Regions from separate parts of the Mus musculus genome. Here region 1 is linked to region 2. A link is a contact called in public promoter capture Hi-C data. All regions are on one chromosome and are shown on one strand. The core of a region is the stretch at or near the end of the contact, and the rest is flanking DNA. Distances in the headings are between cores, read along the strand shown.

Region 1 (3,753 bases), core at 16-2,515, 1.0 Mb after region 2:
CCCATTTTTCTTTCCTTTGAATAATGAGTAAACCAAGTAAGTGCATGATGCAAAAACAAAACAAAACAAAACAACCCAAAGCCACAGGAGTGCTTTGAATACAGGTGGTCTAATATGTGTTAGCTATTACTGTAATAAGTAAACTATCACCTAAATGTTGTTTGTGTTGGTGTTGCACAGTTCATCTGTGACTGTAGGCTAGGAAAAATTAATTGGCTCAGATTACAGGGATTATTTTATGATAAAAACTCAAAAGAATGAATTCCTAACCTGCTGGGTTTTAGTCTTCACACCTGTAAAGTGTCTGTAACAGCCACATCTCTCCCCCTACTTTCCAGGAGAGCTCACATGCCTGGTCCATTGTAAGTCTTCAAAACATACATGTTGAATCGGTGAATGTGTGGGCCACCGGGGTATCAGTGATACCGCAAGCTTCGGGATTCTGTCTTGCGAGTCATCTGGACCAACTTGTGGCCCCTGAGACCTAGTACAGCGGAGGCCCACAGAAGGCAGAAGATGAGTGCTGAACTGAGTAGCCAGGCTGGCTGTGTGTTGGTCAGCGTTCCACATCCAGATAATGGAGCTCTGGTTAAATGAGCCTAAAAGGAACCTTTCTGGAGACAGGTCCGGGAGATAAGGCGTCACCTGGGAGATGGAAGAGGGTGAGGAGCCTCTCAAGTAGATGGAGTAATTTGATAAAAAAGAATGTGGGTTCCTGTTAAACTGATTTAATAACACTCTTTGCTAACACTGGTCCTTTTATACATGGGGACTATCTGAGAACTAAGTGCCAATATTAGCCGTGGTTACCTTTGAAGAACAGAGGCTCTATGTGGCTCTCGTGGATGCTTACAGAAAGAGGAGTTGAGACAGAAGTGTAACTTTAGATATTTTCAAGGAGCAAGACAGATCTCTAAAGCAACCAGAGATTACTACCTGAAGAGGGAAGACCTGAGCCTAGATCTTGAACTCTCTACCAAGGCTTAGGCTTCATTTGGTTTCTTTTTCCTAATATTCAATCACCTTCCGGAATCTTTTGTTTATTCATTTTATAAGACAGATTAAAGCTGCTTTTAATCTTTCACTTATCTTCTTGTCTCTCGGGATCCAAGAGGTCCAAACGCCTGCATCGCTCCAGGCTACGCCCTGGAATGTCTCACTTTTTCCCCTTCGGTCTTCCGAAGCCGCTAACGTCCAACGCACAAGAACTACAGCTCCCAGCATGCCGTGCGCTCGCCGCGAGCGCGCCGCACGTAGCTGACGTACGGTGTAGCGCGGGGAATTTCGAGTAGAGGAGCTGCGTGGCGGGCCGGTAGCTGGCGGTCTCATCAGGTGCGGCCATGGAGGTCCTGGCCGAGCCGCGATGGCCTCCGGGGTTGGCGGTGATGAAGGTGAGTGTCGGGGGAAGGCCGGGGCGCGGACGTCGTCGGTGCGAACAGGCACCCCGGTCCGCGCGCCGCCGCCTCGGCCCTAACCTGGCCTCGCGACGCCGGTCCTCAGTTTCCAACCCCCGAGACGGTCCGGGAACGCGCCGCGGCCCTGCGCAGTCAGCCTTAGGTCGCCGCCCTAACGAACCGGATGTTTTGGGTTTCTGTCACTATCACCGCGTCTCCCCGTAAAGTAGTGTCAACGATGGTGACATCACATCCTACGAGGACTCCTGTGTTAACAGTGACACCACTCGTGATTTGTGTGGACGTTGCATCGGATGACATTTTATAATCAAGCAGTATAGCAGAGGGTCCGCTTATCATGGTTTTCCATTTCTGGCTGTGGTCCAGAAGTCCTCCACGTTCTTAACACACTGCATCCGGCTTCCCTGCCTAATGTGCCCTCCATGACTCAATAATGACGCATCTCTCTTTATTTAACTTTTATTTATTTTATTAATTTAGGAGACGAGGTCATACCCTGTAGCCCCTGGCTCACATCTTTTTAAAAGAGAGACCAGGACCTAGACCCAGCGCTTAGCCTTTCCTTTTAAGGAATTATTGCATACTGAATTATCTCCCTTAAATAACATTTAGTAGGATGTGTTGTTTGTTTGTTTGATTGTTTTTGAGACAGGGTTTCTTTGTGTAGCCTTGCTCTTGTAGGACCAGGCTGGCCTTGAACTCAGCGAGATCTGCTTGTCTGCCTCTGCCTCCCAAGTGCTGGGATTAAAGATGTGTGCCACCTCTGCCCATCCGGTGGATGTTTTTTGTTTTGATGTTTGTTTTCTACCAAGATTGGGTAGCCCTCCTGCCTCTGTCTGCTGAGTGCAGCAGGCTTACGTTGTATCTGTTATAACCTAGACGGTTTCCCTATGACAGTTGGTTATTCTTTGCTTTTATAATTGTTGTTTTTTGAGACAGGGGTTTTTTTGGATATCCTTGGCTGTCCCGTAACTAGCTCTGTCCTCTGAGTGCAGGCTTTTTCCTTCTGTTCTTACAAACAATGCATCTATTACAACCTGAACATTTCCCTTCCACAACTGATTATTGTTTGTTTTATTTTGTGTGTGTGTGTTGTTTTTTGAGACAGGCCTCCTTTGTTGAATCCCTGCCTATCCCAGAACTAGCTCTGTAGACCAGGCTAGCCTAGAACTCACAGACCTCAATGCCTCTGCCTTCCAAGTGCTGGGATTAAAGGCATGTGCCACCACTGCCCAGCACAAGCAGGTTTTTATAGCTATGTAATGTTTCATATGGACTGTAAATGACAACTTTTTGGTTTGTGTTTGGCTTTATGACGGGCTCCTTATGTAGTAGTGCAGGTAGGCTTGAAGCTTGGATACTCCTGCTCCTGCCACTGAAGTGTTAAGATTAAAAGTAGGTACTCCCTTGGTTGTATTTGCTTATATTTACATTAATTATTCTAAAGAATTATTTATTTTATTTTTCGCATTGAGTGCTTTACCTACTTGTATGTATATGCACTGCATACATGCCTGGTGCCCATGGAGGTCAGAGACGACGTCCTCTCGCCTGGAGCTGGAGTCCTGGATGGCTGGGAGCCGTGTGTGGGCACGGGGAATCCAGCACAGGTCCCCTTAACTGCTGAGCCATCTCTTCAGCCTCCACAGTGTTTTAAGTAACAGATTCATACAGTTCAAGAAATACATAAAATAAAAACGATCTCCTTTCCGCCATGTCCCTCATTGCCCAGTCCCCTCATCTTAGTAACTCTGATGATCACTTTGTCGCATCCTTTCAGAAGTTTCTTTATATATGGAATATAGTCTACTTTGTTGGTGTCGGTGGGGTGGTTTTTTTTTTTTTTTTTTTTTTTTTTTTTTTTTTTTTTTAAAGAGCAGCGTCTCACTCTGTAGCTCTGGCTGCCCTGAAACTATGTAGATCAGGTTGGTCTTGAACTCACAGAGATCCTTCTGCCTCTGCCTCCTAAGTGCAGAGAAGCCTGTGTCACTATCTTTGGCCTACTCTACATGTTAAATCATCTCTCTGTGTGTGTCAGGATGCTAGCCAGGGTCACTTCCATGCCAGACAAGGACACTGCCACCTCCCTAGCTCCCCACACTTCCATTTCTTGAGAATAAAGCACCCCACTGTCATTGCTATCAGTCCCTTTCTTAAACAAATTAAAGGATTTTAAGTTGCAAGAACCAATCTGGTTCTGCTGAGCTTGTTGTCCAAGTGGACACTGGCTTTCGAAGGCTTTCTCATTGGCTGCACTGTGCCTATAGAAAGTACCAGACTACCATGAGGAGGGTGGGTATGTCAGCCTTGGCTTGAAACAGGCCCAGTATTGTGTGCT
Region 2 (3,985 bases), core at 520-3,019:
AAAAATCCAAAACCCTGTTAACCAAACAGAGAATGCCAACATGCAGAAATCCACAACTTTGGTGAAAAGCCACACTAAGAGTCCATTTCCTGAGCTGCAATTCAGAGCGGTTCTAAGTACAAAGACCATTTAATTTTATTTTTAATTAAGTGCACGTATGTGGGTTAAGTGCACATGAAGATAGATACCCATGGGAGCCCGAGGAATGGGAGCTGGAATTACAGGGGCTTGTGAACCACCTGACCTGGGCTCTCAGAACCTGTGTCCTCCTTCAGCAGCTGTATGTGCCTTCTTCTCTCCAGCCCCAAGGGCAAACTCTATAAATTGACCGAAATCTACATCATCTTTCCTGGGCATTATTCCACCTTCCATTGTGCTGATCCTCCAGTTCCACTGTCCATTTACAATCACTCGAAGGTTGCAGAGATCCCTCCAAACTATCTATAATCACTCTCTCTGGGATGGCAGACCACAACCATTATCAGGCTTTCCTAGTAGTTCCAAATGCCACCAAGTTTGAAAACCCCCTCCATACTGAGCTCTACCCCTCAACACCCTCCCCCTCGCCCCCCCCCACACACACACCAGGCCCTCCACAGGAAAGATCTAATTTTTATTCTCTTCCCACCAAATGTCTTCTCTCCACCCCTCAAACCACGTGCAAGGGACTTCACTGTTTGCCAGACGTCGCTGCCACGTACCTTAACGCTACAAGCTTCCTTCCGTAGAGAAGCCATTTCTTCTAGAGAGGAGTGGGCAGGGTGCAGAGGGGACCCCTTGGACGTAAATAGTCTCCGAGGGCTCGCAATCAGGAAGCCAGGGGAAGCGGCCTCACCCACACCTGAGCCCGAAGAGAGAGAGGACGAAGAAGAGGAAGAGGAGGTGCGACGGCGGACTGAGCTCCGAGGAGCGCGGGCCACATCGTCCCCGCGCCGGACTTTCAGACGCTGGGGGCTGCTGGCCCCTCGAGGACGCGACGCACACCTGCGACCTGGCCGGCTGGAGGGGGCCACATTGCCGGGCTCCCGGGGGCGGCTGCGCTTGCTGGGACACCCTTCCGACGTGCTGCCCCAGTGATACTTGACCTTGCGCCGCTCCGACGCCATGGGCACCTGCCAGGGACAGAGGAACGACGATTGTAGCAGCAGCCTTGGCGGCTGCTCGCCTCACACCGCCGGGAAGCCGCTAGGGCAACGGCGGGAATCGGCCCCACTGACCTTTCCCGTTCCTGTCGTCTGCCCATTCCAGTGCTACGGGCTTCGGGGACGCCACAGCGCTCCGAGAAGCGTCCGCGGGCCGAGCGCCGAGCCCGAACAACGCGCAGCCCAAGTCCGCGAGCGCGGCTGTCAACAGCGCGCCACTCCCGAGACGCCGAGGCGCTTCCGGCGCGGCGCGGCGCGGTGCAGCGGTCTGCCTTCCGAAGCCCTGCGCGGGGGGCCGAGCGCGTGCGGAGCCGCCTTTTGGGCCGCACGCGCCCGCAGGCCCCGGACGCCAAGGGCGGGCCGCGGGCGGGGTGGCCGCTCGCCTCCCGCCGCCCCGTCCCGCCCCGGGCCTGAGGGAGCCACTGGCCTCCGGAGCCGCGCGCCGGAAGTCACCTCCGCTCCTCCAGCTGACCCGGCCCAGCGCCGCACCGCGCCCTCATCCAAGGCCTCGGCCCCGCCGCCTACTTCGCAACCTCGGCGTCAGCTCCGCGGAACCTGCCCAGCGGCCGGCGGCCGGCGTGCGGCAGGGGCGGAGCCGGCGTCAGGGACGGCGCCGATTGCTCCAACGGGAGAGGGGCGTGACTTCGGGCAAGACGGAGCGCGCCTGTTGGTCCGACGTTCTGGGGCGTGCCCCTACGCCTCACGAAGCTCTGTGGTTGGTTGGGAGCGATATGTGGCGGAGCTTCTCACGTGGCCCTGGATCCGCGCGAAGGGCCTGCTGGGGACGCCCGGGAGCCGAAAATACCGATGGAGGGTAACTTGGCGGGCCTCTTGGTACCGGACGCGCGTGCCAAACATTGTCACTCACTCACCTACTCACCCATCCCCCCTCCCCCTTTTTTTTTTTTTTTTAAAAAAAACAACGCAGGAAACTGTGGCTCGATAAAAACCAAGCGACACACCCAGAAAGTGACGGAATTGGGGTTAGCAGGCACAAGCCATACACACACAAAAAACAGAACCAGGCCTGCCGGATAGACCTGTAAAACCAACTGCTCAGGAAGAAGAGGCAGGACGATTGACAAAGTCCAGCCTAGACGTTTTAGAACCTGACTACAACTAAAAAAATTTTAATAGCGGGGGGTGGGGAGAACAGAGAGGTGCCTGAAGCAGCCATAGTAGCTCACATTGGTAATTCCATTTGGGTCGCTGAGGCTGGGGAACTGCTGAGTTCGAAGCCAGTTTGGGATAGCTAATGAGTTCCGATCAACCTAGGCTTCCGAGTGAGATCAAAAGAAAAGAAAAAAAAAGAGAGAGAGAGAGAAAGAAAAGAAGAGATATAACCCCACATCAAGAGAGCCGTAGGACAGAGGATCCAGAGTTCAAGGTCACCTCCTAACTTCTTGAGACCCTGTTTCAAACCTTCCCACACCAACCCCAGAAAAGGTAATGATTGCAGCTCAATAGCAGAGCACTTACAGGAGAAGCAAGCTTTTGATCCTAATCACCAAATTACCCAGGTGTCACACAAGTCTGTAAGTAATCGCAGCCCTCTGGAGGTGTTGGAGGGGAGGGTCAGGAATTCCAGACCAGCCTGTGACACTTAAAATGCCCCCGCCCCCCAGAACCAAAACAGTAAAGAAAAGAGTTTGTCCTACTACTTCATTCCCAGACTGCTCTTGGCCAACAGCTGTGGTGGCAAGAACTAAAGGCTCTCCACACTCAGCTGGCCTTCACTTTTTTTTTTTTTTTTAATTACCCAATGCAGGAGCCAAACCCATGGAATAGCACCTCCCATACTCAGAGTCTTCTGTCTTCAGTTCATCCTCTCGGTAAACTCCCTCCTAGTCACAGCCAGAGCATATCTAACTCCTAGAGGGTTGTTAACCCAAGTTCACAGTGAAGGTTAACCATCCCAGAAGCCATCTCTATTTGTTTGTGGGGTTTTTCTTTTTTTTTTGGGGGGGGGGGTGTCGTTTTGTTGTTTTGGTTTGATTTGATTCTTTCAAGACAGGCTCTCTCTGTGAAATCTTGACTGTCCTGGAACTAGGTCTGCCAACCAGGCTGGTCTCAAACTCATAAAATTCTGCCTGCCTCTGCCTCCCAAGTGCTGGGATTAGAGACACGTGTGTGCTGCCACCACCACCTGGCAACCATCCCTATTTGTAACAGTAAAAATAAAAGCAACTTTAATATCCATGAAGGGTTATACAAGTGCCCCAAGCCCTGCAAAGGTGGCATTGCTGATAAAAACCCTCCCTAAAGTGACAATGTACTAAATCACTGGCCACAACCATGAAGTCTTAAGTTCAAATACCAGGACCCACATAAAAGCTGGCTGTACAGCAAGGGTATATACAATCTAAGCACTTCTACATCAACAGAGATGGGCCAGCTAGCCTTGTGTAACAGCAAACTAAAATACATACATACATACATACATACATACATACATACATACCTTGTGGAAGAAGGATTGAAAACCCAAGTCATCTCTTGAGCTCCATATGCACATGGTTGTGTGCACACCACATGCACATACATAAATATGCATACATACATTGTACAAACAATACATACAGAAATGAAAGCAAAAGCAAGAATCCTTGAGCCAAACATATTCGGTACACAAATTCACCCAGACACAAAATTATAAGACAGCTGCTAGATTACAAACATTTTTATTTTGTCACTATAATGGAATTCTTTTTTTAAATAGTGAATTAGAAATAGCTTTGTTAGCCGGGCATGGTGGCGCACGCCTTTAATCCCAGCACTCGGGAGGCAGAGGCAGGCGGATTTCTGAGTTCGAGGCCAGCCTGGTCTACAAAGTGAGGTCCCGG

The links. Capture Hi-C pulls out chosen DNA fragments and counts their contacts.
Region 1: a contact with region 2 is called in a promoter capture Hi-C map of liver, with 4 times the contacts expected there. The contact joins the promoter of Rad18 here to the promoter of Tatdn2 in region 2. A contact is called at or near these places in 5 of 39 promoter capture datasets (the C10 cell line, erythroid cells, fetal liver and 2 more), 1 of 115 datasets of contacts at active chromatin or transcription factors (pancreatic cancer cells) and 1 of 9 other capture datasets (liver).

The regions. Positions count from the first base shown.
Region 1 is chr6:112,694,182-112,697,934 of GRCm38.p6, reverse strand. It overlaps Rad18 (RAD18 E3 ubiquitin protein ligase), which reads left to right and starts at 1,265. Exons shown (of 12, transcript NM_021385.2): 1 at 1,265-1,391. The coding sequence starts at 1,341. It overlaps Gm35824 (a long non-coding RNA gene), which reads right to left and starts at 1,267. Exons shown (of 2, transcript XR_377964.4): 1 at 1-1,267.
Region 2 is chr6:113,694,834-113,698,818 of GRCm38.p6, reverse strand. Tatdn2 (TatD DNase domain containing 2) reads right to left here and starts at 1,769. Exons shown (of 8, transcript NM_001347356.1): 1 at 1,218-1,769; 2 at 702-1,112. The coding sequence starts at 1,106. It overlaps Irak2 (interleukin-1 receptor-associated kinase 2), which reads right to left. Exons shown (of 13, transcript NM_172161.4): 13 at 3,793-3,985.